Regions from separate parts of the Rattus norvegicus genome. Here region 1 is linked to region 2. The links are chromatin contacts, called in public Hi-C maps. All regions are on one chromosome and are shown on one strand. Each heading gives the region's core, a stretch centred on a gene start, on an enhancer-like site or on the middle of the called end of the contact. The rest is flanking DNA. Distances are from core to core; before and after follow the strand shown.

Region 1 (2,926 bases), core at 144-2,643, 93 kb after region 2:
GGCTTGGAACTCTCTCTGTAGACCAGGCTGATCACAGAGATCTGCCTGTTCTGCCTGCACAGTGGGCCACCGCACCTGGCTTTCCTGAGCCACCGTTACAAGAGTGATTTCAGGTGAGTCTGTGCAGAAATGGCCACTCAGCCTCGATGTTAAATCCACATGATGGGACAGAGTGAGAGACATCAGTCCAAACTACAGCAAAAACTTTTCCAATCTCAGTTTTGAGAGATTTTTGTTACATTTGTTTATTTTGTGCATGGGGAAGGAGGACCATGTGTGGCACTCAGAGGGTAACTTGGACGGGTTGGTTCTCTCTCTCCACTGTGTGGGTCCTGAAGATTGAATCCAGGGAAACCGCTAACACACCTTGCTGGCCCTGCTCTCTTCTTTGGTGTCCTCTGACTCTAGGTACCATTTCTCTGAGCCTTATTGTCACCAAATGTGAAATGAGCTGTGCCCCTGACAGGGGCAGTGCGAGGGTCAATAGTGAAATTACATGAAAAGAACTCACATTCTACCCTCCTTTGCTTTCCTTATTTGTTTACATTTTTGACACCAGCTTTACCACCGTAGCCCTGAACTCGCAGTGATTCCCATGCCTCTGCCTCCCAAGTGCCAAGAGGATGAGCATGCGTCAGAACCATTAACCTTATTTTCATCTTCCAGTCCTCTCAGGATGCTCCCAACGCTTCCTGTCATCATGGTCTCTGAGCCCCTGAACCAGTTACTCTGTGGCTAAGCTCGAGATACAATTTGGCCACCCTCAGTTTTCTTACTAAACAACCACATGTAAATTGTGGTTTTTGGTTAACTAAACTGTGTCCCTGTCTTCAGGGGTCGATCCCCAGGACCCTCACAGAGGAAGGCAAGAACCAACTCCCGAAGGTTGTCTCCCAACTCGAGTGCCATGGTAGCATCTCTCCCCACCAACGTTTTTATAAAATGTAAAATGCAGCTAAAGATGTTAAGTGGTTTAATTTAAACAATAATGAGAGAAGCATGGCGCCCATATTTGTTCAGTCAGTGAACAAATAGAGAACATCTCACTCTGCTTTACCGGATAGGATGAAAACCCATCAAAAAGCCCTGATCTGTGGTCTGGAGGGGAAAAAAAGAAAAAGGAAGCTGGTTAGCTGAGCATTGCCTCTCTTGGCCTCCTGACTGCAGTGAGACCAGCAGCCTAAATCTTCTAGAACCATGACTCCCCACCACGAGGGACTGTGAGACAAAACAAACCCTTCTCTGTTCTGAGTATGTTGTCCCCTGTAAAGAGGAAAGCGAGTGGAAGACAGACCTCTCATTTTATAATCGGAGAAGCAAGTATAGGCGGGTTTGGAGAACTTTGACCTTTTCCCTTCAGAGGGAAGCGCTCCGATTTGTTGGCGCCCTGCTGCCACCTGCTGTCAAACTTCAGCTTGAAAGACGTTCATGACCAGGAGACATGGCTTTCCAGTCCCTGTTACTCTTGCGGGGGGGGGGGGGGGGGTGTGTGGACACCTACCTGGCTTCTGGCTTCCATTCCCAGCACCCACGTGGTGACTCACAACTGCCTGTAACTCCAGTTCCGAGAGACCCAACGCCCTCTCTGTCCTCCAGAAGTGCCAGGCCTGTGGTGCAGGTACATACGTGTAGGCAAAACACTGAAAATCGTATGTTGCTATCTGTTTCCAGGATCTCAAACTCTACCAAGCCTTTAACCCAGGGATGGCAGCTTATCCTGTAATCCCAGCATGTAATCCCAGAGGGCAGCCACGTAGGAATCTGAACCCAGATACCAAAACTTTTTTTTTTTAAAAGCTTTAAAATAGGAAACTGCTGAGTATCATACAAATGTTACCCCAGATCACAATGCAACACCATTGTCCTAGGTGTTCTGAAACTGTATGAGAGTTGGGGAGGAGGGGTCAAATTTCTTCAACATAATGATTGTGCTGAGCTTTAGAGAAGCCAAAAGAACTTTAGTTGTTGAGATATTTTCCTGATAAGAAAGAAATTGACTTATTACTCTGGGCACCTACATATCTGCTTACATTTTCTTCTGTTTCTGATCTCCATTCGTTAAGCACAGGAGGTTTACAGATAGCCTTGGGTTCTATCCATCAACCGTTCTCTCTACATTAGGAAAGCCTGGCTTTGGGACCTTTAAACCAGTGATGCTCATTCGAGTGGGAGTTCAAAGAGTACTCATAGCTCAGACCAGCTCTTACCTCAAAAACAAACAAACAAAACAAAACAAAACAAAAAAGCAAAAACAAAAAAAGAAAACAGAAAAAAAAAACCCTGTTTCCCACCACTTTACCTAACCTACTGGAAGTTTACTTCTTCTCAGCCTAAAGAACTGCTGTAAAGAGGTTATTATCACCACCAGGAAGACTCGGAGCTGTAAACCAGAATGCAAGACAAGAGGCGCTTCTTTTTCCAATGTCCTCGCTCCCCCTAGTGGCAGCCAGTTTCTTACCCTGCCACTAGCACCTTGCTTAGTCTCCTCTCCACTCTAACCAGAGGAGACCTCGCTATCAGCTACTCACATGCTGTAGGTGATGTTGTTCAAGGAGAGAACAAATATCCCAATAGCAATTCACGCACTAAGCTACCCCGCTTGCCAGTCAAGAAGCACTCATGGATGGTGCCTCTGAGGCCAAATCTTGCTCCCCAGACAACACGGGATGAGTTCACAGACCCCTGGGCAAATGCCCTGCTGAACATTGGTCAAAAATGTCTTGGGGCTGGAGAGATGGCTCAGCTGTTAAGAGCACTTGCTGCTCTTCCAGAGGTCCCAAATTCAGGTGGCTCATAACCACCTATAACTTTAGTTCTGAAGGATCCAATGCCTTCTTCTGAGCGCTCATACACACACACACACACACACACACACACACACACACACACACACACACACGGAAATGTTTTAAAAAATAATAAGAGA
Region 2 (2,876 bases), core at 373-2,872:
CACACGCGCCCCAAAGAAAGGAATAAATCCATTTACAGATCAGATTACAACATAGAGAAAACAACTCCTTGGAATCCCAGTCTGCCTTTAAAACATGAGTCAAAAAGTGAAACCAAGGGCTGGAGAGATGGCTCAGCGTTTAAGAGCACTGACTGTTCTAAAAAGAAGTCTTGAGTTCAATCTCCAGCAACCACATGGTGGCTCGCAACCATCTGTAATGGGATTTGATGTCCTCTTCTGGTGAGTCCGAGGATAGCAACAGTGTACTCATATACATAAAACAAATTAAACAAATCTTAAAAAAAAAAAAAAAAAAGTGAAACCAAGCATGTGAGTGATTAGTTTTCTTTGTCCATGGGATTCCCAGGCAAGGCATTAGTATCAGGATACTCTTTAAAGGCTGAGCCGTCTTTCTAGCCTGTCATGGTGCTCTTAAACAAAATCAATGGATCTCGGGCCCCAGCGATTCCCAGATGTTGAGCCCAAGCCGTCAAGGCTTGGATGTCTGAGAGCAAAGGAGAAAAATCTGGAAGTAGTACTAAATATATTAATTTACTCTTGCCCCGTTCCCCTCCAATTATAAAAAAATGTCAGAAATATCTGGGCGTAGTGGCACAACTTTAAACCCAGCACTTGGAAAGCAGAGACAAGCATCTCTGCGAATTCAAGTCCAGCTTGGACCATACAGTGAGTTCCAGGCCAGTCAGAGCTACACAGTGAGAGCCTATTTCCATAAACAAATGAATAGTCTAAAAAAAAAAGTCAGAGGCCCTTTAAAAAAATTACATTAGACTACTCATGAAATGGGCCCTAGAAAAGGAAAAGGGAATTCATATTAAGAACTGGAATCATGCTGGATGATGGTGGGGCACACCCTTAGTGTTAGTCCCAGCACTTGGCAGTCAAGAGGCAGGCGGATCTCTGAGTTCACGTTGGGTCTTGTCTACGGAACAAGATCCAAATTCCAGTGTAGACAGAGCCACACAGAGAAACCCTGTCCTGAATCCCTGCCCCCCCCTACCCGAACACACCCTCTCCCACCTCCCATCCCCATAATCATCTGTGCTGGAAACTGATTGTCTTACTGACTTCCCATCTACTCTAAGACTTGGGCACCTCTGGACGGGTCCCACTCTTTGCCTCTCCTCGAATCCCAGTCCTCGATCACCATCTTACTTGGGCAAAAGGTCAGCAGGGATCTCAGCAGCCGCACAGCCCAATAGAGTTAGGGAATCGAAACCAACTCACCCCGAGTTCCAGGAAGTCCTATCTGTGATTCCGTGATTCTCCTGCTTCCTCCTGCTGCGCTATGGCTCCCTGGAGTCTGAGGACTCAGCCCGGTTTTTCCGAGGGGCGCTGGTCTTGGTCTATCCTGCGCTCCGTTCCAGTGTTCCAGTAGGATCAGTCTCCCACTGGCCACTGTGATCTTCTTCCTCGCTGACAATGCACCCCAGACCAGGACAGGTCCCCGGTCTCCTGAGCCCCTTCCCTTGGTGCAGCCTTAATGCTCCCGCATCCCGGAGGAATTCTACACCGGCCACAGTTCTCGTGTAAAGTCAAATTTGGGTTAACACAGCAATGCCCCAGCCGAGCCCTCAAAACCAACAGCTGTTTCTTCTTCCGGAAGTGGCTGCCAGTTTGACACGCCTCCCCCCCCTCGGGGGGGGGGTTTCTACTCCTGCTGGAGGAGTGCCAGCTTCTCACACCCGCTTTCTGGACAGCTCCCAGTTGAAGTCTCCAGTTGTCTCTGGTCCTTCTCCAAATCCATTAAATAGCTACTCTGAGTCCTCCCAGGTCCTCTGCTTGGGGTCTTGGATTTGGGGATTGAGCAAATAAGGTTACAGGAAGCCCTGATAACCACTGTATGGGATAACCTGGAAGTTCAGCAAAATAAAAAAAATAAAAAAGCGAGGCTGAGACAGCTCAGTGAGCCTGCCGACTTGAGTCACCTTCTTCTCCTGAGGTGGAAGTAGAGAACTGAGTTCTCCAAGTTGTCTTCTGACCTCGACATGTGCACAGGCCCTGGCATGCAAACGCACGCACACACCACACCGGTAAATGCATTAAAATGGGGGTGACTCCTAGAAGTGCCAAGGCACTTCCTTTGGCCTCTTTGTGTCGAAAAATCCTGGGGCAGGAGATAGAACCTAGTGGAGGAAGTTCAAGGGAATGTGAGGTTACCCAAGTAGGGCTCAATTCCTTTTTTTTCCCTCTAAGTCATCTCCAAACTTTGTTATTTTTCAAGGTGAGTTTATTATTAAAGTCCGTTATATGCCCAGTTTGCCAGTATAAAAAAATACCGTTCACGAGCCAGGAGGTGGTGCACAATCCCAGCACTCGGGATCTCTGTGAGTTTGAGGCCAGCCTGGTCTACAAAGCCAGGACAGTCAGGGCTACACAGAGAAACTCTATCTCAAAAATAAAAAATAAAATAAAATAAGAAAAAGAAGGAAAGAAATGCTGTTGATTTTCTTGAGCTATATAGCTGGAAAGGATGGGGAGACATTTTACTTTGGGGCGACACAGTTGGGGGCTGCCTGGGGGGTTTAGTTTACCTGTTTTCTCATTTCCTTGCCCTTTCTCATTTGTTGTCTCCCCACAGACATTCACTCACTGTGTAGCCAAGGATGTTCTTGAACCATCAGCCCTCCAGCCTCCCCTCCTGGATCCTGGGATAACAGAAGTGCACCACTACACTCCTTTCCTGTGGTGCTGTGGATTGAATCCAGGGTTCTGTGTTTGTTAGGCACGCTCCCTATCACTAGGCTGTATACCAGCCCCCTCTTGGTTTTGTGACAAGGTCTCTTTAAGTTACCCGAGCAGGTCTTGAACTTTTGTGACCCCCCCCCCCACTTTCTTAGCCTCCCACATGGCTG

Evidence for each region. A called contact is a pair of places that touch in the nucleus more often than the background predicts.
Region 1: a Hi-C map of Schwann cells shows a contact between it and region 2, with 5 times the contacts expected there. The contact joins the enhancer-like site here to the promoter of Mlkl in region 2. A contact is called at or near these places in 12 of 12 Hi-C or Micro-C datasets (the A7r5 cell line, the Rat2 cell line, Schwann cells and 7 more) and 1 of 1 datasets of contacts at active chromatin or transcription factors (oligodendrocytes).

What each region holds. Positions count from the first base shown.
Region 1 is chr19:56,305,013-56,307,938 of GRCr8, forward strand. No RefSeq gene overlaps it. Among named protein-coding and RNA genes, the nearest start is that of Fa2h, 33 kb to the left of the region's middle. Within about 2 kb of position 1,394, at least 2 of the 93 cell types and tissues checked have an H3K27ac peak or open chromatin away from gene starts, as enhancers often do. A contact at or near this core is called in Schwann cells, where this site is marked.
Region 2 is chr19:56,212,236-56,215,111 of GRCr8, forward strand. Mlkl (mixed lineage kinase domain like pseudokinase) reads right to left here and starts at 1,623. Exons shown (of 11, transcript NM_001401077.1): 1 at 1,249-1,623.